Regions from separate parts of the Xenopus laevis genome. Here region 2 is linked to region 1. The links are chromatin contacts, called in public Hi-C maps. All regions are on one chromosome and are shown on one strand. Each heading gives the region's core, a stretch centred on a gene start, on an enhancer-like site or on the middle of the called end of the contact. The rest is flanking DNA. Distances are from core to core; before and after follow the strand shown. Region 1 has its middle 22 kb from the start of gse1.S. Region 2 has its middle 69 kb from the start of LOC121393266.

Region 1 (3,222 bases), core at 450-2,949:
TCTTACACAAAAGTAGTGGTTGGCTGGAAACTGCAGAGAATGACACAGCTCTGTGTGTATTTAGCAGTGTTTCGTTTGGCTCAGAAACCTTGCAATAACTCCCAGTGAAATATTTTGAGGTCTAACAAGGTTATCACACCAGGGTGTGTTAACAAGGCACTTTCCAGTATGATCAATGGACAACAAAATTAACCTCTTTACTGCTGAATGAATATCCAAAAAATATACAGTTGTATGGCTGCAAAGCATTAATCATATGATTGCATATACTAATACAGGTCATGCCTTTCTATGGCCTCTCTAATTTATTGTTTGACATTTACAAAAGGTGCATTCCATTTTGAGCTCATATGTGTGCTCAGAAAGAATGTCAGTGCTACACTGTGCCAGGGCAGGCGTGGGTCATGCGTCTTCATTGAGGACACAGGTTACTAAATAAATATTTTTATTTCACCCAAGAAATTAACCTTCTAGCTTCCAAAACTCTAATATATACCCTGGGCAGAAGTAAGCTGCAGTGCATTTTAAAACTGGAAGGGGTTAAGTGAATACTGCTGTCTGCTTCTTTATTGTAGCATATAAACAGCTGACTTGGCTACACACACACATTGTTTAGTATTTGCATGTTGCTCTGCACCTAAGAAAGCATAAACAAAATTGCATTTGCATGTATTTAAACAGAAGCCTCTGTGTTGAGTTCCTGCATTTAGAGTACACTATGGGGGGAATTCACATAAGTGACACAATCCCTAAATCACACAATGCAAATACACAAAGTGTTTTGCTGTTCACACCAAAAAAACATGCACCATTGCCCCGCAGGAAGAAACACAACCAAATCTTCTGAAGGGGCCTGTACTGACACGGGCGCAGGTAAGCTCTGAACGCAGGTGGAATGCAACATTCTGTACTCACACAGACGCATGTATACGTCGAACGCAGGTAAAATCCCAACCTGCGTTTGACGCTTACATGCGTCTGTGTGAGTACAGCCCCATTGACAGTCAGTGCGTCTACTCCTGTGCTCCCCTGCGGGTAAAGATCTGATCATACGAATCGAGGATTCGTACGATTTTCAGACCGTGTGTGGAGATTCCGGACATCGGTCGTTTGATAGATCGGACATGTATTGCTGATCGTACGATTTTCACTATCTTTGTCGCTATTGTCACTATCTTTGTCGGACATAACTTTCGTACGATTGCTGTCAGGGGCAGAACATCGGCTGATCTGTCCTTTTCTACTTTATTTGATCGGAATGGTTAGTGGCAGGTCGTGAGATGGGGAAGTCTGATCGTACGAATCTTCGTACGATCGGATCTTTGCGTCTATGGCCAGCTTTAGACCACAGAACACCAGCACACCACTCAGCTGAAAGAACTACTCTGCGCAGTTTCCCTAGCAGCAATGTATTCCACACAGCATTCTATTGTACTACAAATGAGCAGCGAAACTGTTAATACAACACAGGACTGCTTCAGAGGGAGGAGGGTGCTGCTGGCAAGATGTGCTCATTTTTACAGCACCCAAAAGATATTCTGTGGCTCATGAAACCCGCGATGCGTCTGCCCGTATTTATCTAGTGGGTGTGGGAGATACTCTGCAAGGTAAACACGGATCTGGCATTGTCTGTGGGAGATGGAAAGCCACGGACTCTGCCATAAACTAGGGACTAGATGATGACGGGCCCTATTCACACCCTGTGTAAGGATATGGCTTTAGGTTTAACTTGAGACCTAAGCTTGCACAAAATGCACTGTGTTTACACTACACATACATAAACAAACACATGCACTTAACCCCCTTTGTTCCCAGTTCCTAAGAACAATCCTCTTAACTTATTTCTTAGGGCTGAAGATTTTAATAGGGTTAGAGTTATAATAAAGGATTACTATAACTGCATTACCTTAAATAGCACAGTTGTCCTTCAGCAAATCCTGAGAAAATTAGCACAACTGCACTTTAAAATTAAAACCAATCAAAATGATTTGTCATATATATACTGTGTTCAGGTTACTGCCATATTCGGTCATATCCTCTTTTATCCAGTGCACCCAAAACCTACCAGGTTAAACCCTGGAATGCGCTAGTATTTCTTTAAAGAAGAATTCAATCCTAACGTTCAAAAAACCCTACTCCCCCCTACCCTACACAGTCCCCTCTCCCTCCTCCCCTAGCCTAAGTACTACCCCGGGCAAATGCCCCTAACATTTTACTTATCCCTCGGTGCAGATTCAGGCGTTTGGAGTTCACGGGCGACATCATATTCTCTTTTGAAAACTTCGGAATGAGACCGGCGTGGCGGCACATGTGCAGTTGGAGCAATTTCCTGTGTTGTGACAACTGCGCATGCGCCGAAACTCGCAAAAATTATCTCATTCTGAGGATTACCGAAGCGGCTGAAGATGGCGCCATGAATTCTGATGCCTGAATCTGCACCAAGGGGTAAGTAAAAAGTTAGGGGCATTTGTCCGGGGAAACACTTAGGCTGGGGGGGGGGAGGGACAGGGGTCTATGTAGGGTAAGGGGGTAGGTTTTTTTTTACTTTTTAACTAGGGTTTAGTTCTCCTTTAAGTAACTTTAGAGCATCAAATAATTTGAATATAAACAAAGTAAAAAACTTGCTTCCTCCTACATACAATTTTTTAACCATATTTTTTTTTATATTACCTAACAAGATTTAAGTGAATTATCTGAGACTAAACTGAAAGCTGATCCAAAATAAAGAATGATTAGAAAACACATCACTACATGGGTTGGTTTGCTTTTGTGCTTTTTTCTGCCCATCTGACTGACCTACAAACAGCTGCATGATCCTATTGGATTGGTTAACAGCTGGTTAGCATGCAGTTTCAGTTCTAATTGCCAGTCATTGTGCTGAAAGAGGTTTCCTTGAATGGAGCTGCACGTCAGTGTCCCCAAGAGACCTGCTTATCTTAAATAGTTCATTGTTTCTTTGCTTATCTTAAATTGTTAAAAAAGTATCTAAGTGCACCTGCCACGTATTCTGGCCTCTCTGCCAAAAGCCAATTAAGGTTTAGAAACTTTGTATCTTTTTCTAGCTATTCAGTGCAGGAGATCAAAGAGAAAGTCGGGACATTTCAGTAACAAACCCGGCACTGCAGGCTGAGCTGTCAAAATCGTGACTGTCCCGTGAAAAATGGGACATTTGGGAGGTATGCTTAAAACATACCAAAAATGTGGGCTACAAAGATTTCAGTA
Region 2 (3,392 bases), core at 556-3,055, 190 kb after region 1:
TGTCACTGCAAAATTTTAATGGGTTTTTGAAAATCTGTAAGGAATGTATATTGGAAAGTTTCTTAGAATAGAAAGGAATGCCTTAACGTGCACATATGATATACATATAATTGGTGGCTAATATATTGCTTGCCTTAGCAAAGACATTCTGGTCTACAGAGATACTAAATTACGGTTACAGTTATAGCAAACCCGAAAAATATCATTAAATCAGGCAATTGCACAGAACATCATAGTATAGTAAATACTGGTGTTGTAAAGTAAACAATATGGCAGCTCCCAAACAGGGAAAAGAAATGTTTTGTGCAAACTACAAAGTACACCTTTGTGTTTCCAAACTGTGCTGTGATTTAACATCAAGAACAATATAAATCTATACCAAGAAACAAGCATATTTGGAAACCTGTTTTTGTTGCTAAACCTACTACCTACACTGCTCCATAATGTTATGAATAATGAGGGGAAACCACCTATTGGGTTACAGTGTTGCACTGTGAAAGGATTCTTAGGTACCCATGCCAGTCTTCTGTCATTGCCCTGCGAATAAGGACACTGTGCGCCCAACACAGAGCCAGCCAGTTATTACTGGCATTCCGTGCAATGTCATTGAGTCCCCTGGGAGGTTCTTAACAAGGAGAAATAGGAAAGATTGATTCAAGGATGCACTGAGATCCGGCTATGAAGAACAAGCTATATCTCTGAGCTTCAAGATGATACCTCACAGAGAGGAGAAAGGGCTGAGAGGGCACCAAGGCTACAGCTCAGAGGAGACAAAGAAAAATTGAACAAAAGACTCTGGGTCAAATTCAGTACAACTGTGTGCAAGTTAAACATCTGCAGGGGCCATTCCATTGAAGCTGCAGAATTACTGTGTTCTATGGAAGGAAATCCCACCATTATACTTTTGACTGCAAGAAATCACTTAAAGGAAAACTATACACCCAAAATTAATACTTAAGTAACCGATAGTTTATATCAAATTAAGTGGCATATTAAAGAATCTTACCAAACTGTTATATATATTTAAGTAAATATTGCCCTTTACATCTCTTGCCTTGTCATCAACATTTTGTGACGGTCTGTGTGCTGCTTCAGCGATCGCCTGACCAGAAATACTACAACTCTTAGAGGAAGTGTGGAAGCAAAAGACATGTCTCTGTCTGTTAATTGGCTCGTGTGACCTAACATGTATGGTTTGTTTGTGTGCACCGTGAATCCTTGGATCCCATGGGGCGGTCCTTATTTTTTAAAATAGCAATTTTCTATTTATGATTACCCAATGGCACATACTACTAAAAAGTATATTATTATGAAAACGGTTTATTTAAATGAAGCAGGGTTTTACATATGAGCTGTTTTATTCAATATGTTTTTATAGAGACCTACATTGTTCGGGGGGTATAGTTTTCCTTTAACTTATTTACTACTACGTCAGTTAATATGTATAGCTTTATTATTTATTGCATTGTCTGCATTGCACACCGATGAGCCTCATAAAGGAAGAAACCAGGAATTTGATCAGTGTACTGCATTGACTGTGCTTTAAAACCCAGTGGTTGAGGATCAGGGAATTCCATGTTAATAAAAATTTTAGGAGCAATCCTGGGCTTCCTCCCCAGAATTCCTTCTATTTTTTAACTTCCTTGTTAGTTCCTATTTAAGCTGTTGTACTGATGGATTGTTTTTTATGTCTAGTATCTTGCCACCAACATGGATTGGTAAAAAACAATTATACCACCAGTAGGACTGTGTGCAGTGGCGGAACTACCGGGGGAGCAGGGGGTGTGAGCGGGCCAGGGCCCGCACCCCCTCGGGGCTGGCTGAGTGTCCTGCGCCAGGGCCTGCCGCCCTCTAGTTACGTTTCTGACTGTGTGTGCCAGATATAAATATACAAATATAGCCCAAATAAACACCACTGCCAGATCTACAAATATATGAGGAGAAGTCCACAGTTGGAGAGAGAGACCATGACAACAGCATTCTTTCCTACATACAAACGAGTATAGATGACGAGATCCCTAATCTTAGGGGTCTCGGATAAGGAAGAAAAAGGAGCATAGCCCCAAGAATTAGAGGTGCCCCAGCCAGCAACAAACGAAAATCTCATTATGTTTACAACGGAGCTATATGAAGGCAATATTTCTTCAATTCTATTTTGCTGGGTAACCTATCCTGAAATAGCTAAATGACCTTATTATTTCCATAGGGTTTTTCTTAGATACAGGTGTTAGTAAGAAGATTAATACTATTTAGCAGCTTGTGTTATCACCTACCATATATTGTAGGACAGTATACAGCCACAAATCAAAATGACACACAGGCACAGCCATAACAAGGTATTTTAAGTGTTTACAAAGGAAAAGGAAAAGAGATGTCCCTTTGTTTACTGCATTGTTTGAGACGCCTCACCTCCACCAGTTCACGCTAGGGAGGCATAAATAGGTTTTGTGCCTTTCACTCCCTGGCAATTAAATGCTGTGCAAGTAGGTTCAGGAGTTGCTTGTTAGGAAAAGGAGCTTTGAGAAAGCATTTACCTCCAGGGTGCAAGACACAATGGAGAAAAGAGCTGCCGTGCTGCGTTAACAGCTCTACCCACCCCCAGTCCCCCGTGCTAATGCACACCCTCCCCTCCGTGCTTGAGTACGAACGTCAAAGAGATTAAATCCGCTTGCGTACAAGTTTTGAGTCAAAACCAAGAAAGTCATGAGGGATTTGCTAAACAAACTGCATAGCCCTTACACAGAGATGGTGGGTTATTGCAGTGGCATTTGAAGGGAATGTTCTAAAAACCCAATAGATAGCTACCATACTAGAATAAAAGCTACACAAAGCATGTAGAAGCCAGCAATTTTTGTACACAGATCCGCACACCCACATTTTTTTTCATGCAGTTGGGGAAGAGCCCCTTTCTTTATTTTATAACACCACTAGTATCAACGTTTCCTGATGATTGGGAGGGTGAACCCCCCCCCCAGAAACTGTATGTAGTACATCTTAGAGTGGTCCTAAAAGGTTTCCCTGTCTTCTGCTCTGTTCTGCCTTCCCTATGCTCCCTGTGTGTGCCATACTCTGCCTTCCCTATGCTCCATGTGTGTGCCATACTCTGCCTTCCCTATGCTCCATGTGTGTGCCATACTCTGCCTGTGGGGTCCCTGCTCTGCCTGCGAAACATAAGCCTGGTATTTGTTCTGGGGTTTTGTTATATCATGTGCTCGGCGAGCTGTGTTATCCACAGGGGACAGTGGGAACTACCGGAGGAGCAGTGGGTGCCAATTTCCCATCCCCTTAAAGGAACAGTTCAGTGTGAAAATAAAAACTGGGTTATAGGCTGTGCAAAATAAAAAATGTTTCTAATATAGTTAGTTAGCCAAAAATGTAATATATAAAGGCTG

The links. A called contact is a pair of places that touch in the nucleus more often than the background predicts.
Region 2: a Hi-C map of animal cap shows a contact between it and region 1, with 4 times the contacts expected there. The contact joins two enhancer-like sites. A contact is called at or near these places in 3 of 4 Hi-C or Micro-C datasets (the XL177 cell line, the XTC cell line and animal cap).

Annotation. Positions count from the first base shown.
Region 1 is chr4S:47,045,637-47,048,858 of Xenopus_laevis_v10.1, forward strand. It overlaps a transcript of gse1.S not described here. Among protein-coding and RNA genes, the nearest start is that of gse1.S, 22 kb to the left of the region's middle. Within about 2 kb of position 1,700, at least 1 of the 7 cell types and tissues checked has an H3K27ac peak or open chromatin away from gene starts, as enhancers often do.
Region 2 is chr4S:47,230,701-47,234,092 of Xenopus_laevis_v10.1, forward strand. It overlaps a transcript of gse1.S not described here. Among protein-coding and RNA genes, the nearest start is that of LOC121393266, 69 kb to the right of the region's middle. Within about 2 kb of position 1,806, at least 2 of the 7 cell types and tissues checked have an H3K27ac peak or open chromatin away from gene starts, as enhancers often do.